Linked DNA regions of Triticum aestivum: region 2 is linked to region 1. The links are chromatin contacts, called in public Hi-C maps. All regions are on one chromosome and are shown on one strand. The core of a region is the stretch at or near the end of the contact, and the rest is flanking DNA. Distances in the headings are between cores, read along the strand shown.

What was found. A called contact is a pair of places that touch in the nucleus more often than the background predicts.
Region 2: a contact with region 1 is called in a Hi-C map of leaf, with 4 times the contacts expected there. The contact joins the promoter of LOC123097933 here to the promoter of LOC123097930 in region 1. A contact is called at or near these places in 3 of 5 Hi-C or Micro-C datasets (all in leaf).

Annotation. Positions count from the first base shown.
Region 1 is chr4D:362,144,817-362,148,390 of IWGSC CS RefSeq v2.1, forward strand. It overlaps LOC123097930 (AT-hook motif nuclear-localized protein 29), which reads right to left and starts at 1,599. Exons shown (of 1, transcript XM_044519777.1): 1 at 192-1,599. The coding sequence starts at 1,223. The coding sequence ends at 453.
Region 2 is chr4D:362,794,673-362,798,060 of IWGSC CS RefSeq v2.1, forward strand. It overlaps LOC123097933 (tropinone reductase homolog At5g06060), which reads left to right and starts at 1,853. Exons shown (of 5, transcript XM_044519780.1): 1 at 1,853-2,100; 2 at 2,196-2,403. The coding sequence starts at 1,997.

The DNA of each region.
Region 1 (3,574 bases), core at 349-2,848:
TTGGTACACAATTTTTTTTCCCGCGTCTGGGGCCGGCCCTGGGGGCGGCGGCTGGGGGCCAACTCGCCCAGGCCCATTTTTTTCGCCGGGTCACCCCAGACGGTGATTTTAGGCGCCCCCTGGGGGGCCAACGGCTGAAGATGCTCTAAGAATCGATCATTGGAAATTAGGAGGCGAAAACCAATTGATCATTGGAAATTAAGAAGCTAATTGACGAGCAACCATTGTTCGTTGGGTTCTTGATACCTGTAGGAATTTTACATTCCCAAGCTTCAAAGACGGAAGAGGAATGAAAACAAAAAAGGGAAAAAATATACCATACAAGTACCCATGCATGACATAGCACATTAATTAACAAGATAATGGAAGCTAGGCAAACGACTAGGGAAGAAGCAGAAAGCTAAACTAGCTAGGTAGAGGAACCGCGCGCGCGAGGATTCGCCGGTGCAGCGCTAGAATGACGTCGGCGGAGGCCGCGCCACGGCCGCCTGCCCCCACTGCCCGAACATGTCGCTGGGCGGCGTCTGCGGCACGGCGTACATCGGCGGGGGCACGGCGGCGCCCCCGCTGCCCTGCTGCTCCAGCTGCGTGGCGGCGCCCTCCGACCCGGACAGCACAGCGCCCTCCTCGGCGTCTTGATCCAGCGGCAGCCTCTCGTACGTGGCGTTGCCGAACGTGGCCGCGATCACCATGACGGGGCCCGACGCGAGCAGCTCCCCCATCACGCTGCCTCCGACCACCTGCCCCTGCCCGCCCGCGAGGTAGACGGCGAGCCCCGTCGCCCCGGGCGGCGCCGGCGCCGGGAGGAAGGCGCCGGACAGGGAGAGTATTTCGAACCGCCCCCGCAGGGCGACGGCGGCCGCCCCGGTCCCCGCGGGCTGGCGCAGCGTGACGTTGGTGACGGCGCCGCTCCCGCTGAGGACGGAGACGCCGCGCTGCCTGCGGCGGGAGAAGGCCGCGATGGCCTCGACGATGTCGGCCCCGCTGGCGATCTCCAGCACGTGGGAGCGCATCGCGTTGGGGCTCTCCCGCGTCACCACCACGGGCGGCTTGGGCTTGTTCTTGGACCCCGGGGGCCTGCCGCGCGGCCGGCGGCCCGACCCCGAGGACCCCCCGCCGGCCGAGGGCGGCGGCGACGCGTCGTCCTCGTCGTTGTTGCTGCCGGCAGGGACGTGGGCGTAGGCGTGGTTGCCCTGGAGCGGGTGGCCGTCCATGCTCCCCATCTCCTCGGCTTGGGCTTCGGCCGCCGCGCCGGCCGGCCACCAGTCTGCCAGCCCTACAATTTTCGCGGTCGTCGTCGAAGAACGAAGATGGCACAGCCTTAGGCTAGCGCCTCCAATGCAAGCAGCGGCGGCGGCGGCGGCAGTGAGTCTCTGGTTGCTAGCTAGTGGTTGTGTGGTATGGGACGGAACTATGGGCGTTGGCGTTGCTCTCACCGGCTAGGAGGAGTATTTATTTACGGCTCCTTCTAGAATTCGCTTCGCTTCTCTGCTCTCGTCGGCGCGGGCGCGGGGTAGCAGTCGTAGTCGCACTGGCACAATCAAAACCACTCTGCTACGATCAAACGGGAGGCTCATCTCTTGGCTCCCGACTGGGTACCGAGGCAGTATATATGCACGGGCAGATGTAACGGCACTGGTAGTACGTCGCGGTTAGTTAGTGAGCGCGTGGCCCAGTGGGCAGTGGCCACATGCGTACACACGTTAAGCAGTGTTTAGGAGAGGGAGGCATGGCCTTCTGATCGGGTCAGGTGGGCTTTGAAAAAATGTCGTGCAAATGGACGAAAACGGAACAGCTGCGCGCCGAGAGGCCTTTGGAAGCACGGAGCTGTTTAACCACGTGCTCCTTTTGAATGCCATGGACGAAGACCACGGAGTCCATAATGTCGTGCAAATAGTCGATTCCCGCTTTTTAGTTTGGAGGATGTGTTCAACACATATGACTTTACATGCATGTGCTCAATTTGAAAATCACACTTCTCTTGTGAAAATACCAAACGTCATATATTAGAATCGACTAGTCCTTATAAGACCGGTAATTCAAGTATGAGCACGGGCTCATCTACACCCGATGAACAATAATTTCATATAAAATAGTAACAAAATTCAAAAAATTCAGAATTTTTTAGGTATCGACTGTGATCGAGTGTGCAAGGAGGGTGCAAATTTTCGTGATGTTTGGGCATTCGAGGATCTATAGGCAAGAAAGACAAAATTGAGCCCAAACAATGTACTTATTCAAAGTTTCTTTCACAACCAATTTTTGTCTTTTTTGCCACGACCGCATCGAATGTTCAAACGTCACAAAATTTTGCATGCACATCACACGTTCAAGCATGTTGGATGCCAACAAATTTCAGTTTTTTTTGGATTTTATTGCTATTTTAAACAATTACTGTTCACGCCCATGTGCATATGCATATGGGCACTGAATCGCTTCCTTATCAGACCGTCATTACAGAAACTAAAAATTACATGCCAATCCTCGAAGAAATCAACGCCGTCTTCCTCCTGCACTAACAGGCAGCACGCGGCCACCTTCACGTCTGGACATCCGAAATACAATCGAATGTCCGAATGTCGCCAGACGGAGAAGGAGCCACATGATCAATACAAGAAATGACACCGTCCACTCCACCAGAAGACACCCTCAAAGGCCACCTACATAATATGGCTCAACCAGATCCACCACTCTTGAAGAACAACAACCAGAAAATTCCCCTCCCACCCTCTACGACACCGATGAGACCGCGTCGGCTAGATGCACCAGGAGTCGGGAACCTTATCCTTGAACCGCATGATGCCACCATCACCACCACAACATTGGTGTTGGGGAACGAAATTCCAATCCTAAGAAATCCAACTATAGTGCCGCAGCGCAAATCCGAGGCCCCACTCTCTCCTGTTGACATAGCAAAATGCGGAGGAGGAGGGGATCCATGACCTCGTTGGCAGGAGCGGTGGCGTTGTGGTGCATAGGGTTTCAAGAGTGGGAGACGGCTTAACAACACCTCTGGCTAGGTTACCGAAGTCAGGTTACAAATCACATCTGACAATATTTTGAACCCAAAATATATAGGCGCTCAATTTATTTCGCATTGTGTACATATACCAAATTGCACACTTTCTTTCTAACTTTTAAATTCGACTATAACTTTTTGAATATAACCAGGTGAAAAATGGACCGGGATCCATCTATCCGACCTTGAAATGTTTAACTCGGTAAGGGGTTGCGTCAGGGTGACCCTCTTTCCCCTTTGCTCATTGTCATTGCCATTGACCACTTGCAGCAACTGCTTGCCAAAGCTGTTGGGTTCTACGCTAGGGTGCATAGACTGCAAATTAAAAAATTTCCTACGCGCATATCAACCAGAAACAACGGGAGATGGATCACAGATCGTTACCACCAGACGCGCAGTGCCGTGTAGCGGAAGTAGAGTTGGGGCAGCGCGTCCGCGGGGTTCGTGTCCTCCTCGCCCAATCTCACTCGAACAATCGATCGTTGAATCCCACATACTGGTTCATCGGAGCGGCGCAAGTGCACCGCCTCTAACGGTATGCGCGCGTGCAGGAGG
Region 2 (3,388 bases), core at 603-3,102, 650 kb after region 1:
CGACCAAGGGGAGGAAACTTGGGGAAGGAGCAAAAAGGGGAAAACAGAGGAAGGATACTACTGTTTCATTTCTTCATTTTTCGATGCCTCTCGGCTACACGGCTCGGACTTATATATGCCGCAGCTCACCCACACACGCTATTACACCCACAAGGCCCACGACCCACACGCACACCTAGGCCCAACTGGGAAGAGTCATCAGCCACTGGTGCGTTCCTTGCCCTGTTCTGCTCCTCTGGTCTCTGCTGTCTCGCCTGATGGAATAGGGGCGATGACAGCGAGGGAAAATTGCACTGGATCGGATTGATGCGTAGAGAGGAAAGAAGAGAGATCTTCCTGATGATCCTATAGATAGGAGCAGTAGCGGAACCAGCATCACACAACGTCCCAGGCAAGCCTTCTATCTACAGTGTGCTATAGTGATCTACAGTGCAATTTGTGCTACAGTCAACGAAGGATCTCTCCAGCACACCCCAGGCGAAGGCCCTGCCTGCCTGGGGCCTGAAACCGCCTCTGAATAGGAGAGTATTATGGACCGTGATTGACAAAGAAGAGATTACCAAAGAAGAGATTTATGATGGGGTGAAGAAAGGAATGTAAATTATGGTGGTTGAATGATAGTGTGAAAAAATGAATGAAAATTAAGGTGATTAAGGTCCTGTTCGGAACTTGCCCGCTCCGCGGAGTTGGGGAGCTGGGTTTTGGCAGCTCCATAAAATTAAGCTAAAGTTTGGTCCACTCCCGGAGCAGAGTTAAACGAGCCGAGAGAAACCAAACACAGCCTAAATCACTACTTGCCTAGTGGGATAACTTACCTTACGGATAAAGCGTGGACCAATAAAAATCGATGGAGTGTGTCCTTCAAAAACCGATGAAGTGAAGGGCTGGACGAATGATTGAAGTGCAACGGTTTTTTACGGGAGAGGAAATCTTTTTTTAGGCAGTAGAGATAGAGATTAGGTAGTAGAGATAATCTTGGCCATCACGATTGACGGTGTAGTCCTCCCGTTACAGCAAACACGTTGCATTCCCTTTTTTCATGCCAAAAGATAAAGAAATGATGAAAACGTAGCTGTTATAGGCAAAAACTATAAATTTAACCTGTAGACGAAAGGAATTCACAAAATGAACTGTTCTTGAAAAAATTTAACTCCGCTGACCCTTTTATGTAGCGCCCGATAGCAAGGCGTCACACTACACTGTGCAGCGCCTGACTGACAGACGCTACATACCTAACCAGCATCGAACCTCGAATTGTCTGAAAATTCTAAGTTAATGTGCAACGCCTAAGCGCCTAGGCGCTACACTGATATATCCAGTTAATTAAAAGGATTCGCATTTAGCAGCACGAACGATTCAAACAAGCACACGACACTCATGCATGCAGTATGTTGCTGTAGGCCCTACGAGGCTGTGGCCACGCATGCACGCACACGGCATGCATGCACGTGATTTGGTGATCCGTACGTTGCGTGTAGTGCGTCGATACACAATCTATACCGTATAGTGTAGCGCCTAGCTTTTAGGCGTTGCACATTGACTTAGGAATTTTCAGCCAGTCCGAGGTGTGACATAGGGTAGGCGTGTAGCGCCTGTTAGTCAGGCGCTGCACAGTATAGTGTGACGCCTAGCTGTCGGGCGTTACACGAAAGAGTCAGCGAAGTGAAATTTTTTCAAGAACAGTTCACTTTGTGAATTCATTTCGTCTATAGGTCAAATTTATAGTTTTTGCCGCTGCTACATCATATACTTTTTCCTTTTCTTTTTCGATTACAGTTTTCGTAACTTGTTCCAAATTCTTTAATTGTACTGTATGTGATAGGGTGCATCAGCCATTATGGCATTTCCCTCGAAAAAAAACACTTAATACTACAAGTACGCCAGGAGAAGCGACCGCACACTACATCACTGTCTAGTGTCTACCAGTACATCTCCGCTCGTCTGTTCGTCGAACAGATAAGCACAGAATCCGAAGAGAGCGGCGGGTGGTTGGCAGATGGCTGCGGCGGAGCCGTCGGGGTCGAGCCAGCCGGGTGCTCCAGGAAGGTGGTCTCTTCACGGGAAGACGGCTCTCGTCACCGGCGGCACCCGCGGGATCGGGTACCCCTCGGACACCTCTCTCTCTTCCCCAGCAGCGCCCCAAACCCCGAGAGATCCCCTCGATGGCCGGCCTGAGGAGCTCGTGTGATGCGCAGGCGTGCGGTGGTGGAGGAACTTGCGGCGCTGGGGGTGGCCGTGCACACCTGCTCCCGGAAGGAGGCGGAGCTGGGCGAGCGCCTCAAGGAGTGGGAGGCCAGGGGCTTCCGCGTCACAACCTCCGTCTGCGACCTCTCCGTCCGGGAGCAGCGGGAGCGCCTGATTGCCGACGTCGCCGAACGCTTCGGCGGCAAGCTCAACATCCTCGTGAGTTGGAACCAATCGCATCTTCATTTCTCTTCTTTCTCGTTCCTAGTATGATCCTACCCGTCAGAAATGCAGTACTGTATTATTGATTTTTTCTCTGGGAAATACCAGCCTGCTGTAAGTTGCAGTTAAGCACACACACACGTACTAGTTGAAATTCACCCCCTAAAATGCCCATGAACTATTCCCCATCCTACAACTGAAACAGTATTAGTGGAGATAAATGAAGCACGGAACATGGCAAACCAAACACGGAGCCCTTCGGAAAGTCAAGTACTAAACCCACTGGTCCGTGCAATTGCCCGATGTAGCTTGCGAGCTACTCCCTCCGTTCCAAAATAGATGACTCAACTTTGTACTAACTTTGTACTAACTTTGTACTAACTTTAGTACAAAGTTGGGTCATCTATTTTGGAACGGAGGGAGTACATTGACTCTCACCTGGCCACCTCTCACTATCAATCATGTCTGTGTGTTTATTTATGGAGCTTTCTTCACTTTCAGCATCATGTGTTTGAGTTGATGTGTCTTTTCTCTCATTGAAGTGAATATGTTGATTTCACAAAAACGTGCTGCAGACAGACATTCCCAATGAAATGATGTTTCTTATCTTAATAATTCTGCATAAAACAGTCGAATTCAAGATCTGAAAATTTGTAAACACGAGGTTGAATGAAATGTGTTGATGGCTGTACAACTATTACCACAGGTGCGAAAGCTGATGTTTAACTTTTGGTTCGTTGGAGAAGTTTGCTAAATCTCATAGGTCAATATTTTCCTTTGATGGTCTGAATAGATGGATCTTGATAAACCTTGGGCGGGCAACACGGTGCCGTTCAATCGGGCCCTCTTCAGTGCCACGACTTTGGTAACCCTGGGAGACGACCAGACAGCCAAGTTCTTGGAATCTAGATCGCTTCCTGGGAAGGTGGTGGTGGAGATTGTGCCATTGCTATAGTAGTAGGGTGAGATTCAAGAATAGCAA